Regions from separate parts of the Mus musculus genome. Here region 1 is linked to region 2. Evidence: chromatin contacts called from public Hi-C data. All regions are on one chromosome and are shown on one strand. The core of a region is the stretch at or near the end of the contact, and the rest is flanking DNA. Distances in the headings are between cores, read along the strand shown.

Region 1 (5,067 bases), core at 2,416-4,915, 110 kb before region 2:
AATAGTTAAAGTGAGTGAGAGTTGATTCTGACTTAGTGAAGTGGTGGTTTTAGGTTCTCCTCTAAGACCATGACTTCACCAGCACAGGGTTGTTAGCTAGGTTCCCAGTACCAGGCATGATTTAACTCATATTGAGCGGGTCTTCAGTCCAATTAGAGACCTGTTGCTTACCACCAAGGTATGCGGGCCACTAGTGGACCGTTACTGTTACTAGGCCTCCCTGGCCTAGTACCCAACCCATATCTTTGACAAACTTTCCTTGAATGGATGGAGGGAGCATTCCTCTTGCACCTCTCAGCTACACCCCTGGCCTGAGAGCACCCACCAGGTGTGGGGCTAAAGGATACTGGTACTAGGCCTTGCCCTTTTAAGCTCATTTCAGATTGTATTGCACGAATGTGGTAATCAACTGTACACTCACCTTTTCCTTGGCACTTTACATGCAAAGATCTTATTTCATGTCTGTTTTACACTTCTACCAGAGAAAATGTCAGCAGCATTGTTGACATTTAAAGATAAATGTCATCCAATAATTATTTTTATTTGTTGTTTAAAGCTACAAAAACTAACACTTAATAAGGTTCTTGTCCCCTTCCCCTCCACTGTCTTAAAGTACAGCATAGAGTACAGAGAGCAAAGTCCTATAGGCACACAAAACTCTCCCCCAACTAAGCAAACTTTCTTTTTCTCCCATTCTGGGATGCGGGTTCAAATGTTGTGATTTACTCCTGAAAGAATGAAGTTTAAGAGTCTCTACCATAGAAGGCAGAATTTTTTTTTAACAGAGCTTCTATGATGATACAGACATAGGCACGCCAAAATACACAGATCCAGGAACCATTTATCTTAGGAAAAAAAAAAGGTTTAGGACCCCCACTCCTCCCCACCCCCTTTATTTATTTATTTTTTCTGTTTTCATTATCCAGCTACCAACTATCATTAAAAATCAACATTTTTGATTTATGAGTTAGGACGTCAAGCCAACACTATTATATTTTAGTTAACGACTACCTGTTTTACATTAGACATTAGCTTCTCTTTTTTAAATTACATATTATTTTGTAGGATGGGAGCACACTCATGTGGAGGTCAGAGGACAACTTGTGGGAGTCCGTTTTCCCCTTCCACCATATGGGGTCCAGGATCAAACTCAGGTTGTCACACAAGTGCTGTTAATTACTTCTGAGGTAGCTCGAGTTGCAACTTGATTTAAATCCCTGGAGGAAACACATCACAAACGTGTGTTTCCCACAATAACTGTTTTTAATTTGGAATTCCGTTTTCTAACATTTCAAACCACTGTTCATCCCGCTGGACTTTCTCCTGTTCTAGATTCTAAGTAATTTACACTTAGAATCCCCACTTCCCATTCCAAGCTGGCCCACCTCTCCCTCTCCATCCACCCAGGCACTCTCCTTTCACCGAACATCCACAGTAGAAAGTGGGAAGCATCTCTGTCAAAGGCTTCACCCATGTTAAGGGAGGCCTTAACTGAGCTAAAGCCCCAGCCTCCATATGCATGTGAACTTTTTGTCCCTGCTCAAAACAACAACAGCAACAACAACAACAACAAAAAAAAAACCCTCCTCAAAAAACAGTGGCCTGTGGGAGCTCAGAGAGCCCTGAGGAAGAGGAGGAAGGATTGTAGGCCCCAGAGGGGTCAAGGACACCATGAGAACACAGCCCACAGATCAACTAAACAGGGCTTGTTGAGGCTCAGAGACTGGAGCGACAATCAGGAAGCCTGTATGGGTCTGAGTTAGGTCCTCTGTATAAATGTTATGATTGTTAACAGCGGGAGTGGGACTGTCCCTGACTCTTGTCGGCCCTTAGGACCCTTCTCCTAGTGGAATTCCTCCTCTAGCTGTGATCTGAGGGTCTGTGCCCAGTCTTATTGCAACTTGTGTGTAACTTGTTATGCCAAGTTCTGTTGATATCCCTGGGAGGCCTGCTTTTTTTCTCAAGGGAAACAGAAGCAATGGATCTAGGGGAGAGGGGAGACTGGGAGAAGCGGAGAGAGGGGAAACTGTTCTGTACAGTATAAGAGAATAATTTTTAAATGGCCTGTACTAGGCCAGAATACAACCAACTGAATATAAAAATGGAATCAGTTACATCAATTCCACATCTCCAAATCTAAACTGATCTTCCCAAGAGTCTGGAGCAAGTTCCTGACTGGTCGGTCTCAACAGGAACCAGTCAGTTCTCTCTATTCTAACACTAAAGGCGACCTGAAGTAAAATAATGTTAACCAATTAGGTTTGGGGGTTTTGTCTGCTTGTTTTTGTCAACTGTCAGAATTCCACTCCTGCCTTACAAGAACAGTCACTGTGAAATGTCTAATCGGTTTGCTCTTTCACGGGTCATCAGCACTCCATTCTTCATAAAACTAACTTATTCTGCCTCCGTCTATCAGAACACCCATTTTATAGATGAAATGTTGCCCAATTCTAGACTTATACACAAAACAACTATATGAAAATTCTTTGTCTTTTGACACCCTTATGAACATGTTTTCTTTAACCCTGCAATTTAGGTTTGTGGGGATTTAAAGGGCAGGATAAAAAGGACAGCTCAATCATCAGGAAAGCAGCCAAAGATCTGATAGTGTTGAAAACAAAACAAAGGAAGTGGCAATAGGGAGGGGAGTCGAGACAAAAGGGAATTTAGGAAGTGAACTAATAACAGTAGTAAAGAGAAAAAAGACAAAAGCAGGCAGAGCCTGGGTGGGGGTGGGGCACACTCAGACACCGCTTATTTAAAGGCGCCTTATTCAAGTTGGCCTGAAGGCGGTGGCTTTTGTTCACTTAAATTAGCCTTCTGGCCTTTTTAAGACAATTAACTATTCTCTAAAACTCAGCTGCTTTTCATGTCCAGCCTTTCAAGACGCAATACTTGGATAGGACAATCCAAAAGAAAATTAAAAATTACATTAATCTTTTCAAGCTAGGCTAAGGTGTCTTATCCCAGCCTTCTTACAGAAAGCCTCCACGCTCTCTCCAGTTTAGAGGGAAGGCATAAATACAGCTCAACGTTTCCAAATACATCTAATTGACCTATTTTCTTGTTGTTTCCTTTCAACGGAAGCCCCCAGCTTGGGAGGGGATTAATAATAGTTTCACACAAGAAATGGGTACATTTAAAGTTTGAAGAAACTCTAAAAACTGTTCAATTTAAGTGCTTGGAGGCCAAGGCACAGGAGAAGCAACTGGTCACTCAGCCCACCCCCGAGGCCCACGGCCAGACTGGATAAGGACTCGGCTATTGGCGTCACAGGAGGCTGGCGCTGCGGGGACCAGAAGAGGAGCAGCGTCAGCGCTCGCAGGGACAGAAGCCAGAGAGCGAGTTAGACACGCCCACAGGATGGGAGGAGGGCGCCGCGCGAGCGGGTGGGCGGGGCTAGATGACGGCTTCCGGTTTGTGCACTTCCGCTCCACCCGGTTCTCTCCCCCGCCCAGCGCGGCTCCCTGCTGGCTTTCCCAGAAACTGATCAGTGGACACTCCTCGGGGCTGGATGAGTCCCAACCCGAAACTTGTTAGTCCCAGCGTATGCTCTCTGGCGGAAAAGCCGCGGCTTTTCCTAGCTGGGGCAGGGGACACTAACGTCGCTTGTCTGCCGCTCTGCGGTACCACGTGGTCAGCGAGTTGGGTGGAGGTGGGGGGGAAGGAGTTGCCCTGCCTCCCCCAGTTCCCTGGGGCACAGTGCGGCTGTCCAGTCCTGATCTCTCCAGTGCCCTATTGAGTTGTGGTGACGAAGGTCTTACCAGGCTCCCGTAAACCTTGTTAATATCTTCGTAATGACCTGTTTACAAAATTCACTTGCCCCAGAACATTTACCAGCTTTCCTATCAAGAAGATAAAGAACATGTGATGTCATGGCCTTGGCATTTTGAATGTTCCCAAACGCTTTACTGGAGAGCAGAAACAGCTTTCTCTCCCACAGTCCACGTTGGGACTGAGTGTCCGCAAATCCCACACAACACACTAGAAAATAGCATGCTTTACCAATACTATAGGCTGACGTCTAGGTGTCGAGGTTTTAAGTTTAAAGCCGAGCCACGCTGACTACCTATAGTAAAATTGGCATTATAAACGAGTCACTACAGTACCTACAATTATATTTATTTATTTTTTTTTCTCTTTTCAAGACAGGGTGTTTCTATTTCTGGATGCTCTGGGGCTCTGTAGACCAGGGTGGCTGAAACTCAGAGATCTAGCATGCCTCTGTCTCCCAAGTGCTGGGATTTAAAGGCTTGAGCCATCACCACTCGACTGAAATCTTAAAATTTAGGTGTAAACTGTCCTTTTATCTAAATACAAAATAGTAATCCAGCCAGCACTCCACTGATCTCCGGGAACACTGTAACTAGAAACTTGGTTGCTTCTGAGAATCCAAAGATACACATGAAAACAGTGTGAACTACCAAAAGCAATTTTGTTCGTATTCCAATGTACTCATTTCTAAAGTAGCTGAAAAACTTAGGAATGTAAACACCTCTAAATTGTTTATTGACTGGTAGAAAAAAAAATCTTGTTTGTGATGGTTTGGAGGAGCAGTAGATGAGCAACATCTGTTTCTGAAGTATGTATGCCACTAGACAGAAACAAAATAGCCATCACCAATGCAGGACTTTTCTCTCCAGTGAGGTCAATGTTACAGTGTTTACAACTAAGTCCAACTAAAATTTCTTGCAAAGTACCCTCTGATGTGTTTTCAGGAAGTCTTTTCCTTTAGTTACAAAATGAGTATTGTTCAGTATGATGTCACAGTCCTTCCTAAGCTGCAATGTTAGCCTAGTTGCTGTCACAAAAAAGATTTTGGGGGGGGGGGGGGTGAGAATCAGGAAAAATATTTTAGAAACAGCCCATGTTACTACCCAAGTCAGTGACTGCCGTGTCAAAAGTAAATCTCTTATTTTGCAAAGTTAAAACTGAACAACCAAAATTTTTTTAATTAACCCTATTAACAGAATCTTTTAAAAATTTCTACATTCTCATTCCATACGCTCAACCAACGGAGGAAAGATGAAAGGAGTCAGCTTGTCAAATCTGTAATAAATAATTTAC
Region 2 (5,493 bases), core at 1,108-3,607:
GCCTGCCTGCCTGCCTGCTGCCTGCTGCCTGCCTGCCTGACTGCCTGACTGCCTGACTGCCTGACTGCCTGACTGCCTGACTGCCTGCCCGCCTGCCTGCCTGACTGCCTGACTGCCTGACTGCTTGCCTGCCTGCCTGCCTGCCTGCCTGCCCGCCTGCCTGCCTGACTGCCTGACTGCCTGACTGCTTGCCTGCCTGCCTGCCTGCCTGCCTGCCTGCCTGCCTGCCTGCCTGCCTGCCTGACTGCTTGCCTGCCTGCCTGCCATGCTCCCTACCTTGACACTCATGGACTCTAACCCGCTGTAACTGTAAGCCTCAAATAAAAATGCTTTCATTAATAAGTGGCCTCAGTCATGGCATTTTACCCGGGCAATGGGAAAGTAACTAAGACATGGGGTAACTAGAAGAACACCGCACTAAAGCAGCAGTGGGAGGTCTGTAAGCAGAGGTTAAGTTCAAGATGTGAAGAAGGAACCACATTTACAGTTAGGAAAAAAACTCCCATTAGCTGAGGCCACAAGAGCCTTAGGGCAAACCAAGGCTTCCAGGCCAACTCCAGAGTCATCATCTCTGCTTTTGACCTCCACCTCCTGACCAAGCTCACCAGGCCTCCACACATGGAGACTGCAGTACTCCCTGAAGGGTAGAAAGGACTGAGTGGGAGCATGCTATCCGGGACCCCTTTCTCAGGGCACCCGGCTTTCACATTACTGCCATCTGCAGAGCCCTGGGTGACTGCCATTGCTGTTCCTGCCCCTGTTGGTATGGCATGGCACCCAGCAGAGGGGGATTTAATTTCCTCCAAGTGTGGAAGATTTTTCAGGTGGCCTCTGATGGGACAATAATCAGCTGGCCTCCCCCCTCCCTTTATGTCCCACTTCTCCTAGATTGCCATCTCTCTCAGAAGTTTTGTAATGGCAAATACTCTTTTCTTATCTGTTAAAATATCTTACATCTAAAAGTATGGTGGTGGCTAATTGGCCTCCATTCCCAATTCCGTTTCTCAAGGAGGCCTGAGAGGACTAGCGAAGATGACCATTCACCCAATTTGGGCATCAGTGAGAGAGGAACACAACACCTCAGGCCCAGGAAACAGGCCATCTTGTCCGGGCTCTGTGCAGGCATCCTCCTGCATTGGATGTCTCACTATCAAGCTAGCACTGACTCCACCCTCTCTGCATTAATTCTTGTCATGAGCCAGAAGCCTCGAATATCAATCTTGTTTTTCTTCTTCCAGCATTTCCGATACCAATAATAACACCATTACCCTTAAGTATGAGTCTGTATACCCGACACAGAGTGCTTTGGGGTCATTGAAATGCTCATCCGTCCTTTCTAGGTCTTTCATATCTGGGAATCAGCAATGCAGAAAATGGGATTCAAGAAGAAAACAAAAACCAAAGTGAGGCTTGAAATGAGCGAAGCAGTGCGGAGGGCTGGCACGAGCCGACTGCCACCAGAGCAGGGAGAGCATGCAGGTCGGCTAAGGGAGCGCACCGCGAAACTGGCCAGCCCCTTAGCAACATCCGCATAGCTGACACAGAACACTCTGACTTGGGGAGGGATGAAAATACCGGGTGACATCAGAGGCTCCGAGCACAGCCAGGGCATTCTAGAGGTGTGTGGTGTCAGGACGGCCTGTGCTGGCCTCATTTATCTACCTGAGTCATTTGAACAAAGCACTCGCTGGCTTAGCTTTGTTGTGACTAGAATTTGGAACCAATCCCCTGGCTCTGCCCCCATGGGTTTTGCTACTGCAGCGCAGCGTGGGTATGTAGGAACACAGACCGAATCCTGTGGCAATCAAGGATAGACTGTTCCTTCTCTGGGCCACAGGCTTCCCTAGGAAGGAGCCTTGGCCAAGTGTTTGTGTGTCTCCAGAACCAAGTGTCTGGCAACCAGCAGGTTTCTCGTGAATAAATGACAAATCCCAGAGACACATTCTGGGAAACGCAGGGCTTTTGTGGTGGCAGCATGCTCAACAGCACAGCACTGTGCTGTGGGACTCTTTAGTTTGTGGGACTCTAAGAATAATTTTCACGTCCTGGGAAAAGTGTCTGGCGCTGATTGCACATGCGAAAGTGTCGTGACGTGGGGATTAGGGTTGTCACAGGCAGACTGAAGGCCTTAGAAAAAGCACACCAAAATGGAGGTATTCATTCTAGGGAGGCTGCAGAATACTCAATGAGCTGGCGTTCTTCTCCTCCGAGTGAAGAAGAGGCCATGCTTGAAAACGGGGCTGTAGAAGGAAGGTCTCAAGAAGCCTTACTTCAGATTCCGTTCAGACACCCTCAGCGAACTCCCACATATTCCTCACCTTTCCACTAGGGGGCAGACAGAGGACGGAGAACATCCCAGGCAGGAGGCCGGTCCCTCACAAGGCAATCAGCCTCACACCAACACACTAGGCTGTTTGTGCTATGCAAAAGGCGAGGCTAAGCCTCTCTCTTCCGGCCTGTCACAGTCTCATTGATACTGCATGGTTTGCCTGTGACATCAGACACCGAAAAGTATGACAACCAAACTGTACGGTTCAAGGTGAATGTCAATAAATAGAATAAAAGGGGAGGAGGGGGGGAAGGAAGAAAAAAAAAGAAAGATCCCTGATGTTTTTCTTACCACACATGGTTTGGGGGGATCCTTCATTATCCAGAGTATTCATGATGTATCTGAATTCAGTGACTTCTCACAATGAGAAGATAACTGGAAAACTGCATACGACCTCTCTCTTGACCTCTTTCTATTTACAACAGCAACGTGGTTTCTATCCAAGTCACTGTTTCCTTCTGAGAGCCCATTCCACAGGCCTCTGTGTATCAACACACAGAAGGAAATATTCCAAGGGATATATTTTTTTTAATAACTCCCACATGCCTTAAAAAGTCATTTCCTCCTAAGACATTCAGGGCAATCGGGGCCCCTTAATTGGCTTAATTTTTATTCTTAATCCTCAAGGGTCGAGGAAAAAACAACACGACTATCTTCCTGTTCCTATTACCCTTTCATAAACTGTTGAGCACACAGGCTTGCCTCTAAAAGAAACCACAGTGAGCCTAAAGGAATAAGCATTTGTCAGGCCAGACCCCAGACTGGAAGATCACTGCAGGTGTGAGTCACTCATGGGAACTCTGAGGGTCTGAAAGCCACTCTCCCACTTGCAGAGGTGAGGGCGGCGTTGGCTTAGAACTGGCTCCGTGTTTGCTAGCATTAATAGAAATGTCTGTCAAAACAACGTTTTGTGACTTTTAATGAATTGCATCTTTAATTGTGCTGAGAAAAAAGTAAGCAAATGACGTGAGTGAGCTTACTTACAAGGGAAGGGTCAGCCTGTGTCTAGAACGTGGGTTTCCTGTGGAACGAGAATTCTTGTGCAAATCACTTCAAGCCATCCCTGATTTTTTTTTTTTTTTGAATGCTCTCCCTGATTTCACGCTGATAGCATCACAGCTCAGAAGATCCTATGAAGACAGCCTGACATCAAGCTGCTTTCTTGGTTGGCAAAATGATCTTAAGAATTACCTAAAAATGTGCTGTTTCTAAATGATTTGTTCATCTAAAGTCATTTGATTTTCAATTAAAATAAAATAAACAGGCTTGGCTATATTTGGACACAGATGTTGCTGTGGCTTCCAGATTCCTTTGTTTAAAGGTGACAAGATGCGTGGAGAAGACATTCATCTGATTGGGTATTCAGGCTTACAAAGAAAGTAATTACAGGGCCAGAGAGAGGACTCACCCCCCCCCCCCCTTCATCTAAATTCCCTTCCACATATCAACATAGTTTGACCTTGATGGTTTTAAATGTAAAAGACACTGATGTAATTCAAATAAAGCAATTTTTCAAATACCCCAAGGAATCCGGGATCAGAGATGACAGGCCTGAAGGATGAAAACCTGAGGGGCTAACGGATTCTCCAGTCCTCACGGTAGATGTGTCTTCCCTTCCTATTGAACTAAGATATTTTTGTCTTCTTTCCAGGGAACATTTGTTTGCCCAGTCCTCTGGAAAACGCCCAAATGCTGGCTTCCCCTTCCCCTCCCTCTCTCTTGCTCCCTCTCTCCCCCCTCCCTTTCTCTCTCTCTAAGCCCTTCTGGTTTTTGTGAGTCTTCCCACTAACATTTGCACCAAGGCAGCCTCTGTGGTCAGTGAGGTGACCTCCAACCTTCCTCGCCTTTCTCCGAGGGCAGAGGCCCTCCCTTCTGCCCTGACAAAGCACTTTCAGTCAACTCTTGGGTTTCTTCATGGTTGATTAAACTGTCTGTGTTTATTCAGGACCCTTCTCCTCTTTCTGTGTCCGGCCGCTGACCTTTCTGTTGCTTCATTGTCAGAGGAGAGAGCTCACGGGGCAGTCAGTCCCAATGCTTGTTAGCAGCCCTGGAAAGCAGCTCGGCCACTGGAATTCCTAGCACATCTTCAAAGCCAGTGGCTTTTCACCTAGGTAGCTGCTGTTGCTGGATGAAGCTTGTGAGTAAGGGAGGGTTGCTGGTTCTCCTGGAACCGAATGGATACTGATCGTCTTGTCATTGATGTCCTCGAGGCTTCCTTCCTGCAGTGTGAAGTTCTGAATGATGATTGATCAGACTTTTGTTGCTTGGAAAGAGAAATGAACAAGAAAGCACAGCTCAGAGAGTTTTGTTGAGTAGCCAAAGACCAGCCAGGAAGGATGCTTTGAGCCAGAACTCCCTGCCTGACGCCTGCTCCTTACCCATCCATGGAAATTCTTGTCAGTAGGATGGCTGACCCCTGTTGTGACCCTGCCCTGGGCTCCTGGGCAAGCTCAGGTCGGTCCCAGCAGGGCCATCAGCTGACTAAGGTCCAATCTCCATGTGGTTCCACCACATGGGAGCTTTCCTTCTTTTTCTAAACATTGTGACGGGCACCTGCTGTACCTCTCTCTCCAAAAGGTGTTTTTGTATTCTGCTTCTTTGTGTTTGAATTGCATCATCCTGGCTTGGCTGCTAGCACTCAGAGAGTGGGAATATGCTGTCTTTATCTTCCTGTGCCTGGAAGCACGGGTTGAATATTTTAGTGAGAGTAAGAGGATAATGGAGGTGCGTATGGACGCTCGCCCAGCCTTTCTCTTATATTCCTTTAATGCCACCTAGTCCCCTGGGATAACCTGACTCCCCCCCACCCCCCCATTGTCCCTCATCATGCTCAGCTCCTGGCGTGCACAGGGCTTGAGCCTTTACTTCTTATTTAGTGTCTACATCACCTTTCTACCTCTGCCCAGTCATGGCTGCCCATCTGAGATGGGCGACTTTCAGGGGACTGGGATTCCACTTAATGCTTTTTGTCACTGGAAGTGACACAGAGAGGCTAGATACCCGGTGGACTTCAGACTTGTCAAAGGGAGTCACTAGGACTGAATTATTATTATTATTATTATTATTATTACTATTACTATTGTTATTGACTTCAGGCTGGCCTCAAACTTTGCATGTAAGTCCAGCATTGTGTCAGACCCCTGGTTTTCCTGCTTCTGATTTTC

What was found. A called contact is a pair of places that touch in the nucleus more often than the background predicts.
Region 1: a contact with region 2 is called in a Hi-C map of uterus, with 9 times the contacts expected there. The contact joins two enhancer-like sites. A contact is called at or near these places in 24 of 484 Hi-C or Micro-C datasets (the C10 cell line, the G1E-ER4 cell line, the HPC-5 cell line and 18 more).

The regions. Positions count from the first base shown.
Region 1 is chr3:65,973,164-65,978,230 of GRCm38.p6, reverse strand. No RefSeq gene overlaps it. Among named protein-coding and RNA genes, the nearest start is that of Ccnl1, 17 kb to the right of the region's middle. Within about 2 kb of position 3,665, at least 437 of the 459 cell types and tissues checked have an H3K27ac peak or open chromatin away from gene starts, as enhancers often do. A contact at or near this core is called in the N1E-115 cell line, brown adipocytes, cerebellum and 4 more, where this site is marked.
Region 2 is chr3:65,860,340-65,865,832 of GRCm38.p6, reverse strand. No RefSeq gene overlaps it. Among named protein-coding and RNA genes, the nearest start is that of Gm35039, 65 kb to the left of the region's middle. Within about 2 kb of position 2,357, at least 111 of the 459 cell types and tissues checked have an H3K27ac peak or open chromatin away from gene starts, as enhancers often do. A contact at or near this core is called in the N1E-115 cell line, brown adipocytes, cerebellum and 4 more, where this site is marked.